3 separate regions of the Sus scrofa genome follow, and regions 1 and 2 are each linked to region 3. A link is a contact called in public HiChIP or PLAC-seq data. All regions are on one chromosome and are shown on one strand. Each heading gives the region's core, a stretch centred on a gene start, on an enhancer-like site or on the middle of the called end of the contact. The rest is flanking DNA. Distances are from core to core; before and after follow the strand shown. Region 1 has its middle 35 kb from the start of VCAN. Region 2 overlaps XRCC4 (DNA repair protein XRCC4). Region 3 has its middle 170 kb from the start of TMEM167A.

Evidence for each region. HiChIP or PLAC-seq counts read pairs in DNA pulled down with a chosen protein or histone mark.
Region 1: an H3K27ac HiChIP or PLAC-seq map of alveolar macrophages shows a contact between it and region 3. The contact joins two enhancer-like sites. A contact is called at or near these places in 1 of 47 Hi-C or Micro-C datasets (embryonic fibroblasts) and 1 of 2 datasets of contacts at active chromatin or transcription factors (alveolar macrophages).
Region 2: an H3K27ac HiChIP or PLAC-seq map of alveolar macrophages shows a contact between it and region 3. The contact joins two enhancer-like sites. A contact is called at or near these places in 1 of 47 Hi-C or Micro-C datasets (embryonic fibroblasts) and 1 of 2 datasets of contacts at active chromatin or transcription factors (alveolar macrophages).

Annotation. Positions count from the first base shown.
Region 1 is chr2:91,662,332-91,667,230 of Sscrofa11.1, forward strand. No RefSeq gene overlaps it. Among named protein-coding and RNA genes, the nearest start is that of VCAN, 35 kb to the right of the region's middle. Within about 2 kb of position 2,065, at least 1 of the 83 cell types and tissues checked has an H3K27ac peak or open chromatin away from gene starts, as enhancers often do. A contact at or near this core is called in alveolar macrophages, where this site is marked.
Region 2 is chr2:91,445,647-91,450,386 of Sscrofa11.1, forward strand. All of the region lies in intron 3 of XRCC4 (DNA repair protein XRCC4), which reads left to right. Among named protein-coding and RNA genes, the nearest start is that of XRCC4, 90 kb to the left of the region's middle. Within about 2 kb of position 2,230, at least 1 of the 83 cell types and tissues checked has an H3K27ac peak or open chromatin away from gene starts, as enhancers often do. A contact at or near this core is called in alveolar macrophages, where this site is marked.
Region 3 is chr2:91,181,528-91,186,535 of Sscrofa11.1, forward strand. No RefSeq gene overlaps it. Among named protein-coding and RNA genes, the nearest start is that of TMEM167A, 170 kb to the right of the region's middle. Within about 2 kb of position 1,519, at least 10 of the 83 cell types and tissues checked have an H3K27ac peak or open chromatin away from gene starts, as enhancers often do. A contact at or near this core is called in alveolar macrophages, where this site is marked.

The DNA of each region.
Region 1 (4,899 bases), core at 815-3,314, 480 kb after region 3:
TCTGAGTATTCATATTTCCATTGAATTTCTTCTGGAATTAACCTGTACCACCGAGAAATGATTAAACTGCTTTAAAAAGGCCCTCGTTTCCATCTTGAAAGAGAAAATATAAATGCAAAAAGAGTACTCTAGCTCCTAGCTCAATTTCCAAGGCATCTGGATGTTAGCAAGCTGGGGAATAAAGTGAGGAAGGCATTTTATCCGACACTATGGAAAGTAGGGCAGAAATCCCAGAGAAAATGGTGTCTTTTTAAAAAAGAAGTATGAACATCCAGCCATAAAGGCTCTGTTTTAAAGATGATGTCTTCTGAAATGATGAGTTGAAAGAATCATTTTATATTATTTATTGGTTCATGAATATAAACAACTTAAAAATATTGTAAAGCCTTACTTCAAAAGGAGTCAGTAGTAATTTTATTATTAGAAACAAATTTAAGATTCTCAGCTTTTCGCTGATGAAACTACAGGCTGCCTGGTTCTCTATGAAGTTATGATACTGGTAAAACAACTTGTACAAAATCTTATCCCCACATATTTAAAGCTTTTTGTTGGTGTAAATCCAAGTCAATATATGAGTGTAGAAATATAACTCATATTTGGACTGAAATTAAGCTTTGAATTTCAAAGAAAATATTCAAATATGCAATGTATCATTCAATTTCAGAACATAAAAATCTTCAAGCTTTACATCTTGCAGGCTTTATGTATTGGTGATCAGATTCAATCACTGAAGAGTTAATATTCTGTGCATACTGTAATTAAAAACTAATAGATCTCTGAGCCACCTAGTTCTCAAATGTGCCTGATGAGGCAAACATTTCACTTCTGCAAAAATAAATTTCTAATTTTGAAGTATGAGTTGAGCCTCCTATCAAGGAATTCTGTGATGTTTGTTCATTTATCTAAGATACTTTTTTTCAGACTTGTGAATATTTATGAACCACTGGGTTCAATTGAGTGTTATAAGAAGTGAGAGGTAGTGTCTTCCAGACGTAAAGGGTGCTTTTAATTCTTTTGCTTCTCCAGATACTCACTGGCATCTTGTCATGCTTGAATGAGCCATTCAAAATAGAGCTGCCATCTAATCGAAGTACCTGAAGTGCAAAGACGAGAGGAGAATTTAATGAAGCATAAATTGTCTGTTCAGTTGGAGATACAGACTCCTTTACCATAGCACAATTAAAATAACATGTAGTGGAGACTTCTGTTAATCAACCCCAACCACCTTCTGTTTCACAGACAGGAAACCTACAAGATCAATAAATGTCTTTATTGTGAAGTGTGATGCATGGACAGTAAATGTATTCCGTGTGAGTGTGTGTGTGTGTGTGTGTGCACGTGCGCATGAATATGAGCATATGTATTTATAACTAGGAGTCTACCGGAACAAATGTACCACTGTGGTGGGGGATGTAGGGCAGGATAGACGGGGAGGTTGTACCTGTGTAGGTTCAGGGGATATAAAGGAACTCTTTTATCTTCTAATTTTGTTGTGCACCTAAAACTGCTCTGAAAAATAAAGTCTATTTTAAAACATGGAGTGGGGGGAAGAATCTACCATGTATAATTCACTATGTTCAGTGCTGATAGGGGTTGTTACTAAGATTAATCGAAATATTCCCAGTACCTACAGGAAACAGTAGCCCTTGTTGGATCCCAACAAGCTGGCCTCTTTTTAACAAAAACAAAAACAAAAAGTCATTATGCAGCTCTCCAGGCCAAGGCTATAAAAAGTGCAGGCACTGAATTTGGGAGGAATGGTAACTGTAGTGCCTCAATGGAAAAAACCCAGGTATTTTGTGGATAATGGACCTTCTTCTGGTTGTGAACTGTTATTCAATTTCTTTTTTTTTTTTTTTTTAGTTTTTTTTTTAAATTGTTATTTCCCCAATACAATTTTTTTTTTCTACTGTACAGCACGGTGACCCAGTTACACTTACATGTATACATTCTTTTTTTTCCCATTATTATTCAATTTCTTAACCTTATGTGTATGTCCATGGGGTGACTGGGCAGAAAAGCCAAAAGCTTAGTCATTAAGGAGAGAGGAAGCAGAGGGCTGTGGGAGGAGCAGCACAAGTGAAGGACACCCTCTCCCCATTTGTAATTCTAGAGGAACCAGGAAGCTCCAGACATGGAAACAACCAAGTTCAGAAAATAGGAATAGCAGGGAGTTCCCGTCGTGGCGCAGTGGTTAACGAATCCGACTAGGAACCATGAGGTTGTGGGTTCGGTCCCTGCACTTGCTCAGCGGGTTAATGATCCGGCGTTGCCGTGAGCTGTGGTGTAGGTTGCAGACGCGGCTCGGATCCCACGTTGCTGTGGCTCTGGCATAGGCCGGTGGCTACAGCTCCAATTCAACCCCTAGCCTGGGAACCTCCATATGCCTCGGGAGCGGCCCAAAGAAATAGCAAAAAAAAAGACAAAAAAAAAAAAAAAAAAAAAAAAAAAAAAAAGAAAAGAAAATAGGAATAGCGAACAAGGGATCTAAAAACCCACCAAAAGGAGTTCCCTTCGGAAATGAATCTGACTAGAATCCATGAGGATGAGAATTTGATCCCTGGCCTCGCTCAGTGGGTTGGAGATCTGGCGTTGCCATGAACTACTTTGACCTGCTGTAGGTCGAAGATGCAGCTCGGCTACTACCGTTGCTGTGGCATAGGCTGGCAGCTGTAGCTCCTATTCATCCTCTAGCCTGGGAACTTCCAAATTAATAGTAGTAATAAAAATAAATAATAAAAATCACCACCAACACAATATGCATTCACATATCCCTTATTTTATTTATTTATTTTTTTAGAGCCGCACCCATGGCAGTGGGGGTTCCCAGGCGAAGGATCTAATTGGAGCTGTAACCAGCCTACACCACAGCCACAGCAATGCAGGGTCCAAGCTGCGTCTGTGACGTACAGCACAGCTCACAGCAACACTGGATCCTTAACCCACTGAGCAAGGCCAGGGATCAAACCCATGTCATCATGGATACTAGTTGGGTTCGTTAACCACTAAGCCACGATGGGAACTCCAATATCCCTTATTTTAGAAAATATTTCTTGAGTGTCTATGTGTATATGTAAAGCATTTTGGGGTGCTAGTCACTAGGTATCTGGTAATGAACACAACTAACATGTTTCCTGCCTTTTTGTGATTTGTAACCTAGTGGTGAATGCTTGGCTCTTTATGCCACAAGGCTAAATTACCTACCACCTTTCCTTGAACCATTGCAGAGCTGCAGGATCCATTTCAAGATCACTTGGTGTATTTCCTTGTTAGGTCATTTTAGACTTCTTTAGTCTAGGTTAGTTCTTTGGTCTTCCTTTCATTTTCTTGACCTTGACTCTTTGAAACCTGTAGGCCTGTTATTCTGTAGACTATTTCTTAATTTTGGTTGTCTCCTGTTTCCTTATGAATAAAATCTTGATGGTTTCCTTCCACGGTCGTGTAGATCATGACCCAGCCTGACTTAAGGGAACACATTTGCACATCCAGAGCTTTCTCCCTCTATGCAGTTCCGTTCTCTGGTAACTCTGTCCCATAAATTCTAACTTCTTTGGCTTTGCTAGACTCTGATGTCTATCCCCTTGACTCACTGAAACCCCCGTGCTTTGTACATGGCTCATTGTCCTGTGCTGTAACCTGTAAGCTGCCTCCAGGCCTAAGCTCTCCTCTTCCTTGCCCTCCTCTGGGATAATAGCCTTGTGATTCGTTGTCCAATGTCTTAAAATTATTTTCACATATTTTGTCATGTTTTCTGATTGTTTAATATGAAAGGATTTATATGGTCCTTGAATCCTATTGTGACCAGAAACAGAAGTCTATTACTGTCTTCTGACAATTGAAACTACAGCATAAAAATTTAGTGAGTGCATAGATACTAAATGACTGCAGTTTCCTTCTTCAAGTGTACTTGGCTGGAACCTAGAGCTTGCTCCTGATCAGCTACTCAGAGCTTGCCCCCATGTCACCACCACATTCTCTGCCCAAATTGCCTCCAGAGCCCTCACCCCTCCCAGATTATACAGCAGCCATCTCTTCTCAATTACCCACCATTGTGACGACATCCAACTTACAAGGGGCCAAACCACCAGCAGGACTGCAGAACCAAAAAAGTGGACACCTCTGCCTCAGGATATCCACAAAGCCGACCCTGACAATGGGCGAGCACACTCCCCATTCCCCATGGAGTGTGCATAACACCTAGACAGTGTGTGAATCTATCATTACTGGAACTCCAAAACCAGCTGCTGACAAGAATGGCTCCTCTTTTGTTTGACTTCCTTAAGAATCCGTTCAAGCAGATGAAATCCATTCTAAAAATGTAAAATAAACTTGTACTTGAGTTTGGAAATCTGGCATCACAGTATGCATCTTTGATAAGCACACCCTGGGAGACAGTGACAAGGAGAGTGAGGCTGCAGGCTGACTTTCTGTGGCCATTGGGGATGACTCCCCATGGTGAATAACGCAGTGCATCCCCATTTGTGTCACCTTTACATTTATGTAAGCTTTACCAAAAGGTCCACCTCTCCTTTCTTCCCACATTGGAAGAAATTGAAAAAGTTGGACCAGTCTTTTCTACAAAGTGTTTTGGTCCAAAAAAAAAAAAAAAAAAAAGTATACTAACTTACTTTGGAAACAATGTTAAACAAATTAGTAGCAGAGGCTAACATCTTTTACGTATTTTTTTTTATGGACAGAGGAAAATTTGATCTTTGTGTCCTGATTTCCAGCCTGAGCTTTTTTCTAAATAAAAGTTATTTCATAGAGTTTCATGACAGTAACACTTCTGAGGTAAATTTCCAGGACTAAAATTCTCCTTAGTATTTTAAATATATAAGATTATAAACTATTTTCAAGTGTTTTAGACTTTTGTTAAATACAAATGATTTTTATTGAGCA
Region 2 (4,740 bases), core at 980-3,479, 260 kb after region 3:
TAAGTACCTAGAATGTAGATAAGAAAGAAGAGAATTTCATATTCTAGGGCACTTGTTAATATATCTTGGTTTTCTTCATATTTTTAGCTTCAGCTAAGAGGAAGATGTACATAGGAAGAAATAAGTGTGTTAAGAAAAACTTGAATTCACGTCTAATTGTCAGTCTTTGATATGGCATTTAGGTCTAAAAAATGGCTATTAAAACCAATTTAATTTTTATACTTGACAACCTCAAAATTTAAAGTAGACTGAATTTATGCTCATTAAACAAAGTTGTTGCTAAGATATAGAGTTGTTAAAAATGAAAATCTCAATTAAACAAATGCTAAACAGGAGTTCCCTGGTGGCCTAGTGGTTAAAGACCTGGTATTGTCATTGCTGTGGCTCGGGTCACTGCTGTGGTACAGATTCAGTCCCTAGCCCAGGAATTTGTAGGCACTGCCAAAAAGAAAAAAAAAAAAGCTAAACAAATAGGAATTTGCTTTTGAGATAGCTATTTCAGTATGTAGTCAAATCCAGAAAATCTTTCAAGATTGTACAGCAATTTGGTCAGATTTCTTAAAACCGTTGATGAGATCTATTCAGTTGACCATTGAGGGTAGAAGTATATTCAGAATATCTACATGGATGAGAGTATTTTGGTTAAGGGGAAAATAAGCACAGAATAAAAACTAACCTCTTTTGGCTCTATAGTAATACCTGGTTTCTAATTCCGGTAAAACTAATGTGCACTGAACTGGAATATTAGCTCTGTCCAGTTGAGGGAAAAAAACCTAATCTTATGGGAGCCACCTTCTATTTATTTGCTTAAAAACCACTACTTCCTTGGAAATTCTAAGGGAACATGGAATATGATGATTGCTGTCACTGACTATATAGAATCCATTTGGGAAGAGTTAAGGTCAAGTCATTTTGAAAGCAGTTGACCACCCCCTTAGAACTTTCCTTGGCTTATGCTTTGGCCTAGTTAGTAATACTTGGGTGGCAAACTTGAATTTATCTAACTTCTAAAAGCTTGCCATGAACTTGAAAAGTTTACTTACCCAGTTTAAAAATTAAATAAATTGGTTGGGGCTACCTTTCCAAAAAGGAGCTCTATATGTGCATACCAGGCATTGTGGCCTCCTTCTTCAACTTATAGCCAAACACTGATTTATAAAATTAAATTCTGATAACTTTTAAAGAGTCTACATTCTCTAGTTTTCTGAACTGGCTTAAGGGTAATTTTTTTCCCCCTTACTATCTTGTAACCATGACCATAAATGCCAAAGCATTTCTAGTAGTTAAAGATAAACCTTTGAGTCATACAGTCAAAGAAAAACTATTTAAAAATTTGTTTGAAAAATGCATTTTGTGTCTGTCATTATTGCCCCAATGGCTATGATTTTTCATATAACTTTAATTTCTGTATACACTGTATTTTCACAATACTACCCTCTCTTCTTGCACTGCTTCCTAACTTGAGTTTTAAGGATTCATCCCTTAGCACCCCTTTGAATGAATGAATGGATATTCTACACTGTCAAAATACAATAACTTCTATACCACTTGCACATTTTTGCAGTGAATAAGTGTTCTTATTTGAGATTGCTTCATAAGAAAAAATTCACAGAACTAGAACTACATTATGCCAAAATAGTTGATTTCTTTTGGACTTAACTGACTAGGGTTCTGGTTTTAATATTTGCTAACAGCAAGGTGCTATTCTATGTAACATGACTTATTTACATAGTTACCACAAAACACTTGGTATTTCATGCAAAAATGACATTATTTCATTGAAAACAGTAATTTTAGTACTGTAATTTTGACATTTTTCTCTGACTACTTTTATACTTTGAACTTTTAAAGACTGAAAATTCATGGTTGTGGTATTATAGTTTGTATCGGTTTTCTGAAATTAATCTATTAACATTGTAGGACTTATAAAATATTATTACTCTCTTTACATTTATGTAAAGCAGATATTCTGTCTGACTCATCTTTCTGTAATGTGGATTGCCTTGTGCATATAAATTGTAGCAACTAAAGAAAGAACATTTAATCAAATTTCAAGTTTTTGTGTAGGGTTCTACAGAAACTTATTGACTACATTTCTTATATTTCTTATAGCATTTTATTCTTAGATCCAGAGCTCAAATCTGAATTTATTACTATTAGTCTCAGAGAGTTCTGTATGAACTGACAATGCCTGAAACTTAATATGTACCAATAAATGTTACTGCTTCTTCTTCTTAGAAAAATATTGTGATGTAATTTGATTTATTTCATCACATTGGGTGGTGAAACATATTCTCTGAGTATGTCTTTATTATTTTGAGGACATTAATTCATTGACTTCTGGTATCCAGCATTGCTGTAGAAATCCAGTACTGTTCTAATTCCTTGTGATTAATTCACATGTAGCCTATATTACTGCTCTGTAATCTTCTAGGATTCTCTTTTTGTCTCATATGTTCTGAAATTTGATGATACTGTGCTTTTCTTTGAGTCCTCTTTTGATCCAATGTCCTAGGACTTTAGTCAACTCTTTCCATTAGGAAATTTAAATCTTTCCGTTCATGAATTTCTTCTGTTTTTTCAATTCCTTTTCTGTTGGTATGTCTCTTTTGGCTAATTCTGTTATTGGGTTTTAACTCATCCTGTACTGTACTGATCCTCTAATTTTCTTACATTTTCTCTCCTATTTGTGTGATTGTGTGTGTGTATGTGTGTGTGTTTAGCCCAGAATTCTATCCTTTGATACCTCAAGTCAGGAAGTGTGGTTTCTACTTGTTCTACGTGAGCTCCAGGACTGGAGAGTGCCCTGTGAGGCACAGTCAGATAAACATGAATCTCATCCTGTTTGAGTACTCTCTAATTGCTGCCTGTTTTCTGTCTTTCTCCAGTCCTTGAAATAGGTTTTTGTGTTTGGGGTTTTTTTTTGGGGTGGGGGCGTGTTAACAGTTTGTAAATGTTATCTCCAGGAGAGTTAGTCTAATACAGCTTAGTTGGCTATTAGCTAAACCAGAACTATCTCAATGTTAACTTTTACTTACACTTTTCTTTGCAAGAAAATTTAATTAAATGCATGGTTACCATCCATTGTATTCACCAGTTCTTTTCAATCTCATCATAAATAATTGTTAATTTTTAAAGTTTATAGGCAGTTTTCCTAGTAGATAAACTACCTTGAAAAATTTTTTTAATGTTTTTAGACTAATAATTTCTTTTTATCTTGTCTCTAGGTCAATAAAGTAATTTGTAAATATTTCTTGTTGTCTATATAAATATTTTAAGTAGGAATTTGGATTTTAGAGATCTCTAATTAAATTACAGCAAGTAAGGTTTTTAAGGATTTTTAGTAAATATTTTTGAATGACAAAATATGATAAGAATTTTTAGTCCCTAGTTTAAAAAGACAAATATTAAGCTTTTTAAAATTATTTTTGAAAGAAATTCATAAACCATTCAAAAGCTGAACATTTTTTCTTAACTCCTGTATTTTATCATTTCATTTAAATTGGCATTTAAAAATAGTTGATACTTACATGATTTTTTTAAACATCACCAGTTTTGAGTTTATTAGTTTATGATAACTGATATTAAGGAAATGAAATTATAGTTAATACAATAAGCATTTATGATTATTTCCCAAAAAGTTTCTAATATCAATATAGTGCCTTTTAACCAATCAAGCTATTACATCAAATAAGTATAGTTTAGTGCTTTGAGAGTGAGAGTGGAGGTTGGCTTTAAGTTTCTCCAAGTAGTAAATGACAAAAGACCAGGATTTTATCATTGGAAGAAAATACGAGATTCTGTTGTTTTAGTTTAATTTTCCTATGGAATGTTATGAGAGACTTTAGCAGCTGTTACTAAACAGGGTGACCTGGTTTAAATTCAGAAATAAATAGTCCATGATATTTCATACTATGTCCTATTAAGTTATGTTTCCTAAGTATCTCATAGTATGATATTTTATCATATTATAAGTTTTTTTCCAGTGTTTGCTTGCTTATTGTTTCCATGAAGCCTCAGAAGCTAAGCAACGGCAAACAGTGATCCCAGCCCCAGTGAAATTTTTCTCTGTCATAGCCACTCTGGAATGCTACTGTGTTAAAGTAATCAACCATATTTAGAAGACACATCAATTCAAACTAGCTCAAGAGAGGAGGTTTTTTGTGCCCTTTGGCGTTATTTCTGTTGTGGCTTATTTGTAAAATCCTTTATTACCAGCCCTTAGATTTTGTTTATAAATCACTTATAGGATAAGTCATTATTTTGAGTACAGTGGTTACAGTTGCTTATTCCCACCCCACTTCAAATAAATATGAGTACTGCAATTCTAAAACCGAGATTTCTAATGTTCCCATTTACTGTATAATCCTTTTGATATGAACAAAGAATCCAGAATAACAAAAAAAAAATAATGTCTGGGTAGGCAGTTGTGTTCATATTTCTATATACAGATTATTTCATAGTCTTATCAGCTACAATGTAGAGTCTGATTCAAAAATAAGCAATTGGTATAGACACTATGGAAAACTATGGAAGTTCATCAGTAAACTAAAAATAGAACTATCATCTCATCCAGCAATTCAACTCATGGATACATATCTGAAGAAAATGAAAACTAATTTGAAAGGATAAATGTACCCCTGTGTTCATAGCAGAATTATTTACAATAGCCAAGATATGGTAGCAACTTAAGTTTCTATAAACAGATGAAAGGATAAAGGAGATGTGATATACACACAC
Region 3 (5,008 bases), core at 269-2,768:
GTGGTTTTCAAACTATATGTATTCAAGAATTACCAGGGGTGCTTTTTAAAAATGCTGCTTTCCCAGCCTCACCCTAAAAGCTTCTGACTCAGAGGCTCCCAGGAATCTACCTTTTTAACCAGCTCCTACGTGAGCCTGATGCAGGTGGTCCAAGTGCACACCTTGAGAAACACTCTGGTGCTTGCGGGGCTTGGGGATGAACGCTAGCTGATCCCAGAAGGAGGCTTGGGTTTGCCTGCAAGTTAATTCAAACCACCTGCATGGAGCCTATTCATGCTGTTCTGGTCCCTGTAATTCACTAGCTTTAGGCCAAGGAGCTTGATTGAGAGGGCAGGGATGGGGAGGCTGGAAAGAAGAAAGAAGCAGGGCAATTACAACCACTTCCAGGGAGGTGATTGTTTCTCTGTGGACAGAGAAGGAGCTGTCACTGGGGACCCTTCTTCCTTCAGTGTCCCCCTAATTGGCTGTTGTGACTATCATTCTGCCCCAAGGGAGTGTAATAGAATCAAGAAGAGAGAAGAAAAGGATGCCAAATAACTTGGAGCAGGAACAAAAGAGGAGCAGGGCTCATTTCTACCAGCACGGAGAGCAGCTCTGATTGGTCCCTTTCCCCAAGGTCCTTTCACACCATCTCTGCAACCTTTCCCCTCCTTTTTCTTGTCTCCCTCCCAGGGACCAATAAACCCAGGTTGTCTGAACAAGCAGAGCTTTATAATTATCCAGGGAAAATTCCGATGGCCCAGAATTATGCCATAATGTCATGTTGTACTGTTACAATAGCAAAGCAGGGATGTTTTAACCTTCTCACTGATTCACGTTCTCTTGGAGACGAACACCAGGCAGATGCTCTCTTAGTGTGAGTATCTTTCCAAGAGATCATTTGAGTTATTTCGATTTTACCATCTGAGCATAATCGACATGCATTAATGATGTAGGCAACTTCCCTTTCCCTGAACTGAGTAATTTAAAGCTATTTCAGCAATACGGTACAGGATAGTGATTTAAGATTGCCTGGCCTCATTCCTAGCCCTGAAAATCACCAGCTGTGTGACCTCGAAGGTTACTTTACATCTCTGAGTTGCAGGTACTAATCTGCAAAATGGAGATAATAATAGGACCTTGCTCCCAACACACACACACACACACACACACACACACACACACACACACACACACACACACGGGTCTTCAGTGGATTGTTGTGACCACCAGATGAGACAATACTTGTAAGATATTTTTCCCCTTTCGCAATAAACCCACACTGTTTGCCTCCATTGTTCAACTTCTTTTTTTTCCCCAGAATTATTCCTCTTTGCTATTTTAAACCTAATCTCTGGGTGAAAATCAGTAGAAAATCACAAGGAAAAGAGAAACAATGAAAAAGGTGTTTCCACTCTAGTCGCATTGAATTTCAAACACTCCTAACACGCTGTGAGCAGAACAACAGATGACTTCCATCCAAAGGGAAGTACACAGAACTTGAGACGCAGACAGAGGAGAACAGGATAAATCACTCAGTTGCTTACCACACACATTGTGAGATATTAAATGTGGATTAGAAGTTTCTTACCAATACTCTGGCCTCTGTTTCTTGACTGGTTTTATATTTCCAGACTGCAAACAAACGATTATACGTGTGAAAAAAATATGTAACAGACTAGAGGACAAATTCAAATGAGCCAGGAGACCAGGGGCTCTGGAGTTCTGGTTTGTCTGCTTGCAGCTCTCTGCAAGGGCAGTCCTCTGAGTGCAGTGTTGCTGACAGCTCATCTCCCTCACAGGCAGCTTCCTCCTGGTGGTTTCTCTGAGAGTAAATGGCCCCCAGTCATGCAGAGGGTGAGGATGTGTGTGTGGGGGGGTTGCCAAGCAACACATTTCCCACAGAACTATTCAAGAAGAGAGAGTCTTGGTTTTAAAAACAAAAGAAAACCAAAAAGCCCTACTGGGCGGACCTAATAATACAGCCACCTCCCCCCCACACCTCCTATAAGTAAATTAATCCTCAAGCTGGTTTATGTTTACTAGATAGCACAACTTCCCAGAAATGGAGTTAGAAAGCATGCCAGAATTGGACTTCCCATCGTGGCGTGGCGCAGTGGTTAACGAATCCAACTAGGAACCTCGAGGTTGCAGGTTCGATCCCTGGCCTCGCTCAGTGGGTTAAGGATCCAGCGTTGCCATGAGCTATGGTGTGGGTCGCAGAGGCGGCTCGGATCCCGAGTTGTTGTGGCTCTGGCACAGGCCAGCAATTACACGTCTGATTAGACCCCTAGTCTGGGAACCTCCATATGCTGCGGGTACGTCCCTCAAAAGACAAAAAATAAATAAATAATAATAAATAAAAAGTTCTTTTAAAAAAAAGAAAGAAAGCATGCCGGAATTTTATAAAATAACTTCAAGCAATGTCCTAAATTTCCACTAATAAATTTTGAAGGGGAACTTCTTCTAGTGAATTATACTGTGGGCCTCCTCTCTCAGTTGGGCGCCTGAATGAAAAGCAACTATCAGTTGAATAATAGTTTTAACAACTAAATTGCCCAGTTTTGAGTTTGGGACTTAAAACTGCTCTTTTATTTTTTGTGGTATCTAAGTCATACACGCTTATGGCAAATGATTATATTTGAAGGAGTGAATGCACAGATGGTAACAATGAGCAGTTGACTGGATCATGAGCTTATTTGAAGAATTCTGAATAGCTCTGTATGTGCTTGCATGTTCCCAACATATTCCCTTAGGAGGACACAACAAAACATTTTCATATTCTAATTCTCACTCCGATTAGCATTTATTAAGCGCTGATGCATGCAAAGCACTGTGCTAGACTCTAGAGTTGAAGCAGGAAAGGAAAAAGATACACCATGTAGTGACACAAGGTCCAACCACTCAAGGAATTGCACATTTCAGTGGGAGAGATAGACTCTTACACTGCTAATACAAGAGGTGATGGAATGAGGAAGCTCTTAATTATGTCAAAATTATTGAAATTACTAGCTTCAAATGACTAAGTTACAGCATCGCTGTTCTAACCTTTCCTGAGATAGGGTAGGAGGTCAGTACAGAGAGAATGAAAGAGAATTAGAACTCCCAAGTAGAAATGAGCTTGGATCTGACAGCATGTGGGATCTTCTGACCTTTTTCACATCATGGCATATTATGTAAAGAAAACCAAAATTTCACTTTTATGAGGCATCAAGGCAAAAGGACTTGTGCTGGAGGAGAATGAGGCACCTGTGATCCAGGTCTTGTCCAGCTTCTTCCAAGTCACACCTGGAGCCAGACATACCCATGCAAAGCTCTGTACATCCCAGACAGACATGCTGCTTACATGGTTTTGCCCCCTGGGGAGCCAGAAACATTTAACATAACATGAAAGAATGTTGTCCCTGCAGAGCCACAGTCTGTGTGATGCAGCATGTTCAGCAGGGCAAGCTGCTGGGACGGAACCCCAGGCAAAAACTCACGAGTTCACATGACCCTGGGCAGGTTAGCTCCTGCCTCTAAATTTAGGGAAATGTGTAAATTTAGGAAAATAATATGTAGTAGCCTGTTGAGCCATGTTGGGGCCTGAAACAAAGGAAGAATATACCTTCTTCTCTATATGTATCAAAATACTGTCTCCTATTTTGAATCAAGTAGAAAAACTCCAGTGAAAAACCGTGCCTTTATATAAAGCTCTGCGTTGCCCAATCTGCGCTTACACCATTACCAACCCTAATCAACTGCTAGTGGGAGACGTGCTGTTGGGTAATAGTACAGGGTTGTAAAACACACAGCTCATTTTTATTTCAAATTATGTTTTATTCTTCATGGAGTTTGGGTAATCATTTCATATATATATATATATATATATATATATATTTTTTTTTTTTTTTTTGGCCATACCCTCAGCATGCAGAAGTTCCCAGGCCTGGGACCAAACCCACACCACAGCAGTGACTCTAGCCTCTGCAATGAAAATACTGGATCCTTAACCCATTGAGCCACAAGGGAACACCTCATTTTCATTTTTTTAAAAAATTACATTAAAATACTGTTTTTGGGGGGGTACTTAGATTTTGATGAACCCCTTAAATTTCGCTCCTGTAGTAAATTCATCATCTGCCTCACCATGCTAATCCTGGTCCTAAAAAAAATAGGGACTTTGAAGGACTATTATCTTAGGAGAAAAGATTGTAAAATACCTTCACAAAGTCAGTACTTCAGAAGAGGAGCCCTTGCTATCTTATTTTTACAAGACCTGCAGAAACTTTACAGCCATTGCAGGACATGTTGGCTGGAAATCCTTAAAGCAGCAGTGTGAGAACATGCAGCTTAGTAAACAGGCTTCAAAAGATGGGCAGTGAGTTCTGAGATGAGCCCCCAGATCCTGCTCCTCAAGGAAATGTTGATTCTTAGCCAGAATGTGCATGGGAAGGGGACTGGCCCAGCTGGGATGTCTTCTAAATTCTGGGGAATCCCGTGTGGATCCCAAGCTACATGTCCGCCTTTCACTTTACACCCTAATGATTATAGTCAGGGAGCTCTTAGGCTTTGTCTGCACTAAAAATGGTCTTAAATACTGAGTTGGATCCATAGACTTCTATAAAAAGCTCTACTTATCTCCTTCATGTTCAACAGAATCTTGACAGCCTGCTTGACTGTGCTGGAGGCTTTCTTTCTCTCCAGCTAGGGAGCTCTTCTCTCTGACCCAATGTGGAATCTCAGTGGACAGACCCAGGGATTTTTCAATTCCCCTTTGGCAGGAAGAACAATTTCCCGCTACTGCCCCAAAGCCCAGAGACTCTTTCCCCAGAGCCAGGGCTGCAACTTGCCAGCTCTCCTGTTGAACCACCTGACCTGCAATAGTGTGAAGCTGCAGAAAAGAAACTGATGTGAAACATCACTTCCCTCTGCTCTGAGAATATATTTGGGGGAGAATTTGATGGTGAAAGCACCAATGTGCAGTTAAATTCCACAAACACTGAAAAATTAGAAAGTTGACTGCCTCTAACGACTTCCATTTTTTCTG